Linked DNA regions of Mus musculus: region 1 is linked to region 2. The links are chromatin contacts, called in public HiChIP or PLAC-seq maps. All regions are on one chromosome and are shown on one strand. Each heading gives the region's core, a stretch centred on a gene start, on an enhancer-like site or on the middle of the called end of the contact. The rest is flanking DNA. Distances are from core to core; before and after follow the strand shown. Region 1 overlaps Msi2 (musashi RNA-binding protein 2). Region 2 overlaps Msi2 (musashi RNA-binding protein 2).

Region 1 (6,049 bases), core at 697-3,196, 140 kb before region 2:
CCCTAAGGATTAGCTCAGTTGGGTTGTATCCTTCTGTTGTTCTGCAACCATGGAGCTCGCTGGCTGATGCTGAAGGTGCTCCCACCAGCTGGGTGGAGTGGTCCTGGAGCCCACTCAGAAACCCCAGCGTTTTGTAATGGAGTCTCATGTTTAGGTTTGATATAAATGTATAATACCCATTTTTTTAAAAAAGGAAATATATACAAAATTACATCCATATTTAAGTTGGAAAACCTGGGGGGCGGGGTCAGAGAACATGGCACAGTTGGTATGCTTGCTATGCGTGTACATGAGAACCCGAGTTGCATCCCCAGCAGTACGGAGAGACAAATAGAAAGATGCCTGGGCCTTGCTGAGCCATCTTGCTGAGCTGGTGAGCTTTCAGGTTCAGTGAGAGACTCTGACTTTTTAAAATGTGTAGAGTCATAGAGGAAGACACCCAATGTTGAACTCTGTCCGCTACACACAAAACCAAAGAACTCAGAAATTGTGGATGAGGTGGATAACCTGGGTAGGTGGATGGATAGAGAAAGCCAGCGGTATTGCTGCCTGGGAAGGTTTTTGTCATGAAAAATAATCATTACCTTCCTTTTGAATTCAGCATCTTTTGCTTTTAGAGTATGAACCTTGCTGAGAAAAATGGAAACATCTGAAAGTGAAGCCCCGCCCCTCCCTTCCCCTCCCTGTCCCTTTGCATTGTGAAATTCCCAGAATTAAGAGGGGGACATTTGACCTGGGTCTGTGAGAGGCTGTTCCAGGCAAGGAGCCTATCCACTTGGGCCTGTATAGAAAGACCTGGCTGCACGCTTACAGTCAAGGACGAGTGTCTTGTCCCGAGTGCAGAAAGATGACATAGTCCTCTTCACTCAGGAATCCTGGTCTCCCCAGCGCAGCACCGTAGACGAATGACCTCTGGGGTGTCTCAAGTGGCTTGGTTCTTGTGACAAGATTATGAAAGCAGCCTCCACTCTTACTGGTGAAATAGACACAATTAGCCCTGTTTTGTCTACATTAAGCCCAGCGAGGAGGACAAAGAACAGTTGAGATGATAAATAAATGTGCTTTAGTTAAAACCTATGTGACAGCTCAGAGCGTAGGTAGAGATCTGTGGGCTCAAGGGAGGCCTCACCTGGGGCTCCTGCAGGACACTGGAATACAACTCTTAAGAACTTTTTTTTTGTTTTTTGTTTTTTTAATTTCCCTCTGTTAAACAGCTCTACATTCTACAGAAGGAGGTTGATTCCAGGAGGTTTCAGCACCTTCAACTGCATTTTTGAAAAAGCCCTATTTCCATTAACTTGCTTCGAAATAAAAAGCTAGTAATTTTTTTTTTAAAAGGTAAATGGTAACATTTTTGCTTTCCTAAGGGCATGTGCTGTCCTTGAAACCAGAATGTCCAACAGTAAATTATTTGATTCCTTCCAACAGTACCCCTTGTGTGTGAGGCAAGTATAAACTTCCAATAAGGACAAACTACTCAGTCAGCCCAAGCTTGGAGCTGTGTACTTTTCTACCCAACTGGGTGGGCCAAAAACCCTCCGTGGAGTTTGCTTTAGGGTGGGGTGCGGCAAACCTGGGCCACTGAGGCTATCAAGAGGTTTGCTTAAGACTTAACTTACGTGGGTTACTGCAAAAGGGTTTATCTAGAGTTGTTCTGCTCTTCTGTGTTTTTGTTCCCTACCAGCGGTTGATGGGCACGGTGAGCTGGTCGCCTTGGCACCAGGCTGTTGAAGGCATAATCAAATCACAACCCTCATTTTCTGAGTTACGTAATTTTGCAGAATGGACGCAGTGGCTCCTGGGAAAACTGTCTTTCCTCCTGTGAATTTTAAGGTCCATTTATAAAATGAGATGCTGTGTTGAATAGATGGCTGGGAGCGGGGAGGGTAACCTCATTTCACCTTTCTGCGTCTCCGAGGTTGAGTGGCCTTTGCCCGTGGCGCCTTCATGGAAACAGTTCTAAATATAGTTTCTGTTTGTTGTTGAATAATGACACAGGAGGGCCGGTGGTAGGGTTTCCAACTCCTTTCAGTCAGCAAGCAGGACAGAAGGCATCCCGTTTAGAGGGCCACTGTGACCAGAGGGCCACTTGAGGGACTGTGCCGTCAGCGTTCAGGCTATGCTTGCCACTCCAGGTGTACTGAGTGTGAACTGTCTCTCAGCTTCCTGAGACCTACCCACTCTCTTCCCCCAAGTTCTCTAATTGGTTCTTAACTAGTACACAAGTGAATCGAAGGCATATAGCTGGACATTCTACCCTGCCCTGGGTGGTTCTCCATCCACAGGTCTTAGCTAATGTTTAAGGGAGTGGATGATGTAATGTCCAGAGTCATGGGTACCAGTGTGGTTTTTTGCAGGGATTATCACAGGCCATGTAGGGCCCTAGTGTTCCAGGCTCTGGTACCTTTATCTTCGAATTCGTATTTCCGGCCAGACAAGGGATGAGATTATATTGTTTTCTTTGCCTGAAGAGGCTTTTTGGTCTTATTGTTCTGTTGTGTCTAGAACAGCTTAAACTCCATAGTGAAACTTTTTCAACTGGCCCAGGACATACGATTCTGTGTTCCTGCTTGTATTTCCATGCAGTTTCCTGATGAGCCCACAGCCACAGGCAGACCTGCTTTGAGGTATCAGGCTGGAGTCAGGTGACTTGGGTTTCTAGAAGTTTCTACAAAAGCTGAATAAAAGGGGGAGAGTTGAGATGTCAAGAAAGAGGAGCCCAAGAGCTGAGTGGGTCAGTTGTCTTGATACTCTTGGGGCTGAGCCCTGCAAGGGATGTACGAGAGTTCTGCTGCATCTCAGTGAGTCCCCAAAACTGGGAGGGACATTGTAGCAGGTGCAGGGAGCGCCAGTGTGTCCTAAAGTGCCATGTCACATGACCCAAGACTACCAGGCATATGGCCCTTCTTAGTAAACACTAGGTAAATGTCTCAGGCTTCTCTGAAGTGATCTCGATGCCCCGAAGGGATAAGAGGACAGGTTTTATTATTCTCTCCATTTTGTGACTTTGTATTGGGAAAGCAAAGGCTTGTGAAGAGGCAGGGTTGTGGGAGATGTTTTTACCTTAGCGAACTGCAGCATCTTCAGATGCTTTGAATGTTACAGACTTGATTTTTTTTTAACGTCATACTGGGAAATGATCTTAGTCTCCTCTTGTATAGTAACGTAGTAATATATCATGTTTGCTTCTCACTGGGCACCTAGTAAGCTTTTCTCCGTGTGGGAGACACACTTTGGAATTTGATCATGGTGCCCGTTTTTACTGAGATGCCTAGGGGACTTGGAAGTCAATGTGGGGAAGAGAAGAGACACAGTGTGTCTGTGAATCGTGTTTTCAGATTTATTTTACCCCCTTTCTGTGATAAGACTCTCTAGTTTGATTGTCTTATGTCTCATCGTTGGTTATCTTCGAGCCTTAGAGAAAGCAGGGAGTTGAAGATCCTTTTTAAATAATTACATAACACAAATAGGGGACAGCCTAAGGAAACCTTCACATCACACAGAAAGCCTTAGAACGGGAGAAGTTTCTGAAGCAGGTGGATAGATGCTATCACATTATTTAAGAGTAGATCCACAGGCCAGACTGCCAGGGTTAGAATCTTGGCTCTGCGCTTTTATTGGCTATGTGACCTGGATATAGCCTGACCTCTCTGTCATTTAGTTTCCACATCTGTAAAATGGGGCTGTCTCCTGCCTCAGGGTTTATGCAGAAGCCTAAGGAATGTGCGCTGCTCATAGATGCATCCTGTTCCCTTGCCCTGTTGGCTGCGTTTGGTCCACGTCGCTGCAGATGACACATTGGCCTCTGAATGCTTCTCTCCCAGGCGTCTCATTCTTAACTTCTTTACTCCCAAGTCAGCCTTTTCTGGGTGTAATTAACCAGGGTACTGCTTACGCCTTTAAATATTTTTTAGTGAGAAGACTTTTCCTGTAGGGTTGGCATACTTTCTCAGGGGACCAAGGAAAAGGTGACATGGTTTACGTGGCGCCATGGGCCTCGACTAGCCCCAACAATACCTGTGGCTCAGCAGTGGTGGCTTCATCCTGGACTATTCCATCCAAAGGTCACCTTGTTTCTCTGTGCCTTAGTTTTCCTACAGTACTATGGGGTACATCAACTCCCTTGTCACCTCTGGGAAGCTGGAGTCTATCCTGTGCCCCCTGGGTGGAGATTTTCAGCCTGAAGGTTTACTGAACCTCTTCAGGGAGCAGGATTGAGAAGCCGGTAGTGCCTTTGGATTGGACGGTTCTAGTCATGTTTCTTCCCTGATTCTTGACAGTGACAGAATGCAGACAAAGTGGAAGACTGGCTGAAACTAAGGATTTACTGCCATTTTGTTGGTTTGGATAAAGGGAGACAGACTTCCCGGCTCCTTTGTTCCCAAAGATAGACAGGTGGAGAGTGATACCTGCCCCCCCCCCCCCCCCCACCTTGTGGGGTTGCTTTCTCCTGTACGAGTGCAGCAGCAGGGGTTGGGAAGAGTAACAAGCTAACAGAAACTGGTAGGAGACTTCAAGCTTGGGATTTAGCTATGATTAAAGCAGGAAGGCTTATGCCAGCACTATTGTTTGTTTGTTTGTTTGTATGCTTAACTACTGTTCTTGGTGGTTAAGGTCAGCTCAGCTCTTCTCTTCTAGCTGGCTCCTCTGCCAAAGTTATAGAGATGGATGTCCATGACTGATCTTCTGACTGTCATAGGGATGTGGCACCCCATGTGTTGTATTTCTCTGGGCATATTTTGTCCATTTTTATGGTTATATCTGGCCCCTCCTACCCACATTTCCTTGAGAAGTCAGTGGGTGAATTACTAGATTTTCCTCTGAAATGGATGAACTCATAGACGACTGAATGTTATCATTCTAGAGCCTAGAGGCCTTGGAGGTGGGGCTACTCCAATCCCAGGCCTTCCCCTACAGAATCGAGCCCTCCTTTCCACCAGCTGGCTCTCTGCAGGAATACCGCAGGATCCCCAGAGCAGCCTGGGCCCCATTGAGTTTTCTTCTGTGGTTCACTGTGAGTGAAGCTCTGAGTGACTGCCTCCTGAGCTCTCAGCTTCGTGACCAATCCATCCTCAGCTTTGTGGAGCTTGAGGCTCTGAGGCATCATTCTTGTCCGTATATATACCTTTAAATAAAAAAAGCTGGGAGTAGTGGCTCATGTCTATAATCCCAGCAGCCCGGGAGTTAGAGGCAAGAGGGTATGTGAAACCCATTATAAGAAACAAATAACAAATGACAAAAAGCAAAAACAAACAAACAAAACCAAAAAAAAAAAAACCCTGGAAAAAAAGAGGAAGAAAAATATTTAAATCCATTTAAAGAAGATACATTAAAATATATTTCTACAAGAGCAAGATGTTTTCATAAATGTATACATATAAAACATTCATATTAGTGTAAATATATCTACATTTCATATTTATCATTCCCTTTGATGGAAGTATTCAAAATCACCCTTCCTAGCTTTTTCAGATACACAGGACATCATTATGTATCATTGTTTCTGTTTTAATATTTGTAAAGTCTGGGCGCATTTAATTAATATAAGTATTTGATACAGTGACTTGTCTAAGAATGGCAAATGAACGTTGGGCCTTCTGGTAGTGTTAATGTCCAGAACATTGAGGGAGCATTATAGGATCTATCTATTATTGAACTCCTCAGTGCCAGGAGTCAGAATGTGTGTTGGTTAGCTATTGTTGTGTAACAAAGAGTCTGGAGTTTGGTAACTTTAACTGGTGTACACTTTTTGCCTCATGCGGGCCTGTGGAATGGGCTTCTAGGCTGGATGGTTCTGGTTCAGGGGCACTCATGAGATGGGGGTCAAGCTAAGTCCTGGGCTTCTGTCAGCGGAGGGTGTGGCCGTATTAGAGGATCTGCTTCTGGAGCCCTCCACAGAGTCAAGGCAGACAATCCTCACAGTGTCCCAGCTATTGTCTCCAGAGCTTAGCAACTACCTCTCCCTCCAGCTCTTAAAACTGTTTTCTAGGCTTGACATTACAGACTGCCCGGTGAAGGATGCCAGGCTCAGAGAGACTGGTTAACTTAC
Region 2 (6,651 bases), core at 3,790-6,289:
GGGGTGATATGTGCTCATTAGATTTCCAAATGTTATTCGGCTTGATTGCAGCTTTTATACAAAGGAGTTGAGACACGAGGAAGAAAGATCATACAACTATAAATTGCAAGACAGGTTCTTATGAAATCAGTAAATTATTCATTTAGTGCTTTGCCCTTCTTGCTTTCCTGTTGCTATGACACCTCAAGATGGAAGCCAGTCTGTCCACTGGTCCAAGAGGGGCTAAACACAGAGGCACCCAGTCCTGGAGGAAGGCAGATGATGCCTTCCATACAACCTTCAGCTGGCCACATGATAAATTGCCTCTTTATCTGGCAAATTCCAAGGAGATCTACTAGAGAGGACAGAAAGAGATATCTCGCAGTGGCTAACGTTTCTTGGAAGAGACCCAGCCGTCACAGGGTTTGAGTCAGAATCTGTTTAAGAACACATTATGAATACATTGTGTGCGAGTGGCGTGCCTGTCTCCCGGGAGGCTGGAAACACCATGGGCTTGCAGTTGCTTTGGCGTCCGCGCCACAGTGAACGCCTGACTTCATTTATTACTTTGATGGGCAAAGAAAGCTGCCTGCTGACAGTCACGCCTTTCCCTACTTCTTCCTAGCCTTACCTTTTAATCCTCCTCCACCCATTTGTAGTCTTGCTAAATTATTATTTGCAAGAAATTCGGGTGCTCTGGCCAAGGCTGTCAGTTAGATCTAATGGAGTTGGGAGTGAGGGAGGTAGGGGACTTTGTACTGGGATAGCAGAGCTAACTGTCAAGCCTTGGGTAAGTCCCCCGCCTCTCTAGTGTCCTAGCAGCTTTATCCATAGCATGGGATACTTGGGCAGCATGACTTGGGCTGTCCCTTCCCACTGTGACATCCCAAGATCTGTACTTAGGGTTTATATTAATACTCACTTCATGAACGGTGCCATTACGAGGACCTGAAGAACATCTGAACGTGCCTGCATTTGGAAAGTCAGTGCCAGACCCACCCCTAAATGCACTGGACTATATGGGCATTTTCTCTGAGGAAGATTATTAAGAATTTAGCCACTCACTCTGACAGCTTGATAGATGGAGTGGTTTTGCATGGCGTCCATTGGAAGAAATGCCTAAAAGGAAGACATTTTCTGTCTGGGGCGTGTGGGTGTGTGTGCGCGCATGCGCCTGTGTGCTCCTGAGTAGTGTTTTCCACTTCACTCAGATGTTAAAAGTTTCTACAGAAAGAACATGAACAATAACTGGATCCAATACCATTTTGTATTTGATTCTATTGATCATCACCTGCCCCCTTTAATTTCTGCTTTGGGTTGTAGTGCAGTGGTGATAATAAGTGCTATTATGGCCACTGTGAGCAGCTACTGTCATCCCCATTTAATGTGTTAGAGTCTAGCCAGGGGATGGAAACCATGCCAGTTACTTACAGAGAGGCAGTTATGGTCCAGTGTAGAAGAGAAATGCAGAATGAAGGTAGTAGGTAGGCTGCTGAGCCAGCTAGATAATAAAAAAAAAAAAAACACATTTCAAATCTGAAATAACCAGGAAAGGTGAGAGCGCTTTTGAGGCTGACATCCAAGAAAAGAGAGAGCTAAAGATCTACAGAGGGGGCTGGTGAGATGGCTCAGCAGGTAAGAGCACCCGACTGCTCTTCCGAAGGTCCTGAGTTCAAATCCCAGCCACCACATGGTGGCTCACAACCATCCGTAACAAGATCTGACTCCCTCTTCTGGTATGTCTGAAGACAGCTACAGTGTACTTACATATAATAAATAAATAAATCTTAAAAAAAAAAGAATCTACAGAGTGTTTCAGAGATATCTGGGAGATCACTGGGCTTCCAAACTCAGTGTCTCCAAAGAACAGTTAAAGAGACTGGTTTACGTGGGGACCCATTCACATAAAGAGCACGTTAGGGCTGGAGGTGGAGTGAGAAGAGGCAGGGGATAACCCTTCAGTATAGGGGAGACAACCTCCAACGGAGGCTCCAAGCCTCACAGCAGAAAGACACTTCCTGACAATAGAGTAATGGCGCACCCGCTGAAGGAGACAAAGCCAACTACCTAGGTTCAAATCCCAGCCTTGATAGAGTGTGTTTCCCAGTATTTGGTTGTGTCTGGCTCCCTTGGAGTTTGTGCTCCTTCTGAATACCTCCTCTCGCTATGTATGTTCCTTCATGTTCTCAAGCAACATGGGACCAGCTGGTTTAGGAGCCACACTGAGAACCAGGACTATAGGATGTGCTGTGGCCACAGGGCTTGAAGGACAAAGGCTCCACCCCTGCCCCACTGAAGCCTGGAAGAGTTACATTCGTTAAGACTTAGGGGGCTGGCTGGGTGTGGTGGTACACACTGTTAATCCCAGCACGAGGGAGGCAGAGGCAGGTGGATCTCTTTGAGTTTGAGGCCAGTGTGATCTACAGAGCAAGTTCAGGACAGCCAGGGCTACACAGAGACCCTGTCTCGAAAACACAAACCAAACCAAATGAAAACATCTGGGTGACAAGCATAATGGGGTGGTTTAGTTGTTAGAGCACTTGCCTCGAAAGTTTAATCCCCAGCACAGCATAAAACAGGCATAGAGGCATATGTCTGTCACTGCTTTTGTGCGCTTAGCAAGGAACCTTACTTGGTCTTAGTTGCTACAGAGAGGGAACTGTCAGTACCAGAATTCTACAGCATCGTTGGGGTCTGATGTTCAGGAACCATAAGTGGATAGGAAAAGTCCCCTCCCCCAAACTAGAGGCTCTCCCCTGTGGCCTCGAAGCTTCCCTCTCGCACCTCTTAATGGTGGAGCCTAACAGGAAGCGATGGTGATTGATCCCAGCTCTTGGGAGGCAGGGGCAGGTGGATCTCTGAGTCCAAGGCCAGCCAGGTCTACAGAGTGAGTTCTAAGACAGGCAAGACAACAGAGAAACCCTGACGGGAAAAAAAGAGAACAAAATATGAATTTGGTTGGTAGAGTAGTTACTCATGATGCATGAAATCCTGTGTTTGATTTCCCAGAACCACATCAGTTGGGTGTAGTCAAGTACGTCTGCAGGGCTAGGGTTTGGAAGTGGAGACTGGAACATTAAGAGTTCAAGGTCATCTTTGGATGTGCCAGTGGCACAACAGAAAACCCTGGCTCAGACCAAAAACAAAACCCTAGAATAGTAAAGAACAAATAGAGGTTGTACACTTGCTTAAAAAGCAGTCGGTATTATTTTATTTATTTGTTTGCCTCTTTTGGGGTTTTAGAGACAGGGTTTCTCTCTGTAGCCCTGGCTTTCCTGGAACTCATATTTGAAAACCCGGCTGGCCTCTAACTCATAGAGATCTGCCTGCCTCTGCCTACTAAGTGCTGGGATTAAAGGTGTGAGACACCACGCTCAGCTTGAAGAACAGTTTTTTTTATTTCTTTTTTTTTCTTTTTGTTTTTTTTTTTTAAATTAGGGTTTTATTTTTATTTTATGTACAGTGGTGCATCTACAGCATGCTTATCTGTATGAGGGTGTCAGGTCCCCCGGAGCTGGAGCTACAGACAGCTGTGAGCTGCTATGTGGGAGCCAAGAACCAAACCCTGGTCACCCAGAAGAGTGGCTAGTGCAACCAAACACTGAGCTGTCTTTCCAGCCCTTGAAGAGCAGTTCTGATGCCATGAGGCCTTCACTGGTCTATGTCCCAGTAGACGTGATCATCCCCCCCCCCCCCATTGACGAAACTTCCTGGTCATTTTCTCATGCTTCTTTGACATAGGCGTCACTTGCCAGCAAGAAGGTGTGCTGTGTTGGAAGAGACCCATGTCTCCCTGTTGCTGAATCTTCCACGGTGCTGGTCTGGGCTGCTTCGTGGTGCCCTGTAGAGCTATGACCTTGCAGTTCATACGTGTTCTGAGCATGCTCTATTTTCCATTTGTTTCAGAACAAACGGACTGCTTGGCCTTGAACACACAGGCCTGGACTGTTCTAGTCTTAGCAAAAGTAGCGTAGGGGTGAAGTTGCAAATCAGCCGTAGACTTTCCAACTCTGGCATGTCAGAGCGGGAAGAGGTCATCAACGCTGCCAGGCCAAGCCCACTCCACTTGTCGGCTAAGACTGCCCATGCCACACCAATATGCCACATCTATACGATTTCACCAAATCTGCACCAGTACATAAGGTCTGCTGTAGTGGTGTGCGAGATCCACCCCACTATGCCAGGCTCTTTCCCCCATCCCCCCACCCCAGTGCTCCCCCTTAGTGTTCTGGGGTCTGCCTGTATCCCAGTGCCTGTATCCCAGTGCACCAGTTCTACCTAGATCTGCCCCAGCATACGAGGTCAGTGTCAATGCACCAGGTCCACACCAGTGCTCCAGATCAGCTTCCCTTTGTGTGAGCTCTGGAAAGCCTGGGGTTGGGGACTTGGTTTTTCTCGAGCCAGGCCCATGCCTTCAATCACCTTCCCAGAATACAAAGTCAGAGTAACAGCTTCTGCTGCTTCTGAAATGAGTTTTCCACTCATGCAAATTGCTCTCTGACTTTGAGCACCCACGTGGGTGGGAGCCTCGCTTTCCGCTGCTCAGTTGGTGAAGGAGGGGGGACATCACAGGGAGATTTTTTCCCCCCTCCTAGCCAATATAGGCAATACCCTTCCTCTAATCAACAGGTTCACAAACACTATCTGAGAACCAGAAATGAATTTATAAAGGGCTCTTCTGGCCTTGTGGAATTAGAGCAGAGATACTGCTTTCTTTTCAGTTCAGTTAATCCAAATGAGCTGAGTCTCCTTTCTATAGGGAAGGGCAAAACAAAACAAAAACCCAGCCCAGCCAAAGCAAAGCATACTTAGCTGCCAAAATGAGACTCCAAAAATAGTTCGGGTCATTGGAATCACGCGAGAAATAGCATTTATATAATCTCTCTCTTGCAAGAGAACTTGAAAGTGATTTCCGTACATTATATGCGGAGAATATGTGGGGTTTATTTTACCGACTTTTGTCTGGAAAGCTTGTTTGTTGGTGCCTTTTCTTTGCTCTGCATAAGTTATCTGAGCTCCTTCATCCTGAATAGGGAGTATGGGAGTAGTGGCCCCATCTGGAGGCTGGATGGAAGAGTCAGACTGAAACGGGCCTTCAGCTCTGCTTATTGGCTTTTATGGTATTGCAGTGTATTGGTAGATCAAGATCCCCAATTTGTACAAAGGGCACAGAGACCCAGTGAACCATCCATGTCCTTGGCTACAGAATCAGAGAGTGTAATTCAAGGACAGAGCTGTGTGTAGGCCTAGGGCTTTGTGATTGTAAAAGAGAGCAAAGCCAATCTTGCCAGGCAGGGGAGGGAGCCTAGACTGGAAGCCTAGGGTGCTCTAGGGCGTGGCTTGAGGTTACAGATGTGAGAAGTGCGGAGGATTTAGGACCACATGGTGTAGCCTCCGGGGCTATGCTCTGGAGTCAGTTCATGACCCTGCAGAGCCAAGTGTGGTGCCAATCCAGGAGTTGTGTTTGCATTGTTAGGATCCACTCAGGCTGTCATCAGATCTTGTGCCTTGGTGCTCCACCTCAGGGATTTAGGAAGGGAGAAGGCATCTCTACGCCTTCCCTTTTACCATCCCCACAGATCCACAGGCATCACTTTCTCTATTGTACCCTGGAAACATGGCTTGCCCCTCTCTCTGGCTACTCTGTCTTTGGCTCTTGTTCTCCTAGCACTTGTCCTTGAAGCGGCCAGGCTCTTTCCTTGACCTTCAGGCTTGGCTTCCTCTGCCTTATCCTTCATCTGCTGCCAGAGGAACAGCATCAGGAGGCTGGGCTCTCCATGCCACTTCTCTGCCCAGCCTGTGGCCCTGTGGCCCTCTAGAAGAAAGCCTAAGGAAGGTCTTTCAGCATGGGTATTCCATATGTCTGCCTCCCCACATGCCCAGGTTTCGCCAACCCAGATAGAACATACTATACGCTATGTCAACACGGTCTTTTTAAGTGAGCTGTACCCTTGCTTGGAGCTTTCTGCCTTTCCACACTCCACATATCCATCCCTACACCAGCAGCCGTCTGTGGGCCTGCCAGCTAACTTGTTCCTTCCCCACCTGGACCATTGAGCTATATTTCCCTCCTTCTGCTCCCATCCTCTTGTTTGTGTGGCCCAGGGCCTCATTGGTATTGTTTTTGCCTGTCTATCATGTTATTAGTAGATGGGCGCTCCTGCCAATCCCCAGTTCTGTGCCAGGCTCATGGTGGGTCCCTAGCAAGTGTGTGTGTGTGGGGGGGGGGGGGAGGAGTAAATAGAGAGAGCCCAAAGGAAGGAGCCCAGAGCAGCAGCCTAAGCCACCTTCATTTGTCCCAATGATCAAGCTGTTCCCAGAGTGGGCCTCCTTTCTCCTGAGGGTAGTACTAGGCTTACCGGAGGAAAAAAAAAAACAGGGGAAAACTCATTTGTGTATATAGCCACCCCACCTCCCTCCTCCTTGTCCCAGGAGGAAATGATATTTCCATACATCCTAAACATCCGCCTCCTTTAGCATCTGCGGAAGCTCAGTGGAATAATGAAAGATAATCAGCAATGGGCTGAAATTGCCTCTCCTTTGGCAAGGTTGGTTTTTTTTTGTTTTTTTTTAATTCCTTCTTAACTACTGTCATGTCATAGCTTATGGGGGTTTTGTATATGGACCAGAGCTTTGCTGATTCTTCATCCAAGGTGATTGGGGTAGGGGAGG

The links. HiChIP or PLAC-seq counts read pairs in DNA pulled down with a chosen protein or histone mark.
Region 1: a contact with region 2 is called in an H3K27ac HiChIP or PLAC-seq map of heart atrium, with 5 read pairs. The contact joins two enhancer-like sites. A contact is called at or near these places in 10 of 484 Hi-C or Micro-C datasets (bone marrow-derived macrophages, embryonic stem cells and rod photoreceptor) and 2 of 115 datasets of contacts at active chromatin or transcription factors (embryonic stem cells and heart atrium).

What each region holds. Positions count from the first base shown.
Region 1 is chr11:88,650,833-88,656,881 of GRCm38.p6, reverse strand. All of the region lies in intron 5 of Msi2 (musashi RNA-binding protein 2), which reads left to right. Among named protein-coding and RNA genes, the nearest start is that of 0610039H22Rik, 35 kb to the right of the region's middle. Within about 2 kb of position 1,946, at least 30 of the 459 cell types and tissues checked have an H3K27ac peak or open chromatin away from gene starts, as enhancers often do. A contact at or near this core is called in heart atrium, where this site is marked.
Region 2 is chr11:88,514,934-88,521,584 of GRCm38.p6, reverse strand. The region is part of intron 6 of Msi2 (musashi RNA-binding protein 2); the gene reads left to right. Among named protein-coding and RNA genes, the nearest start is that of 0610039H22Rik, 100 kb to the left of the region's middle. Within about 2 kb of position 5,039, at least 32 of the 459 cell types and tissues checked have an H3K27ac peak or open chromatin away from gene starts, as enhancers often do. A contact at or near this core is called in heart atrium, where this site is marked.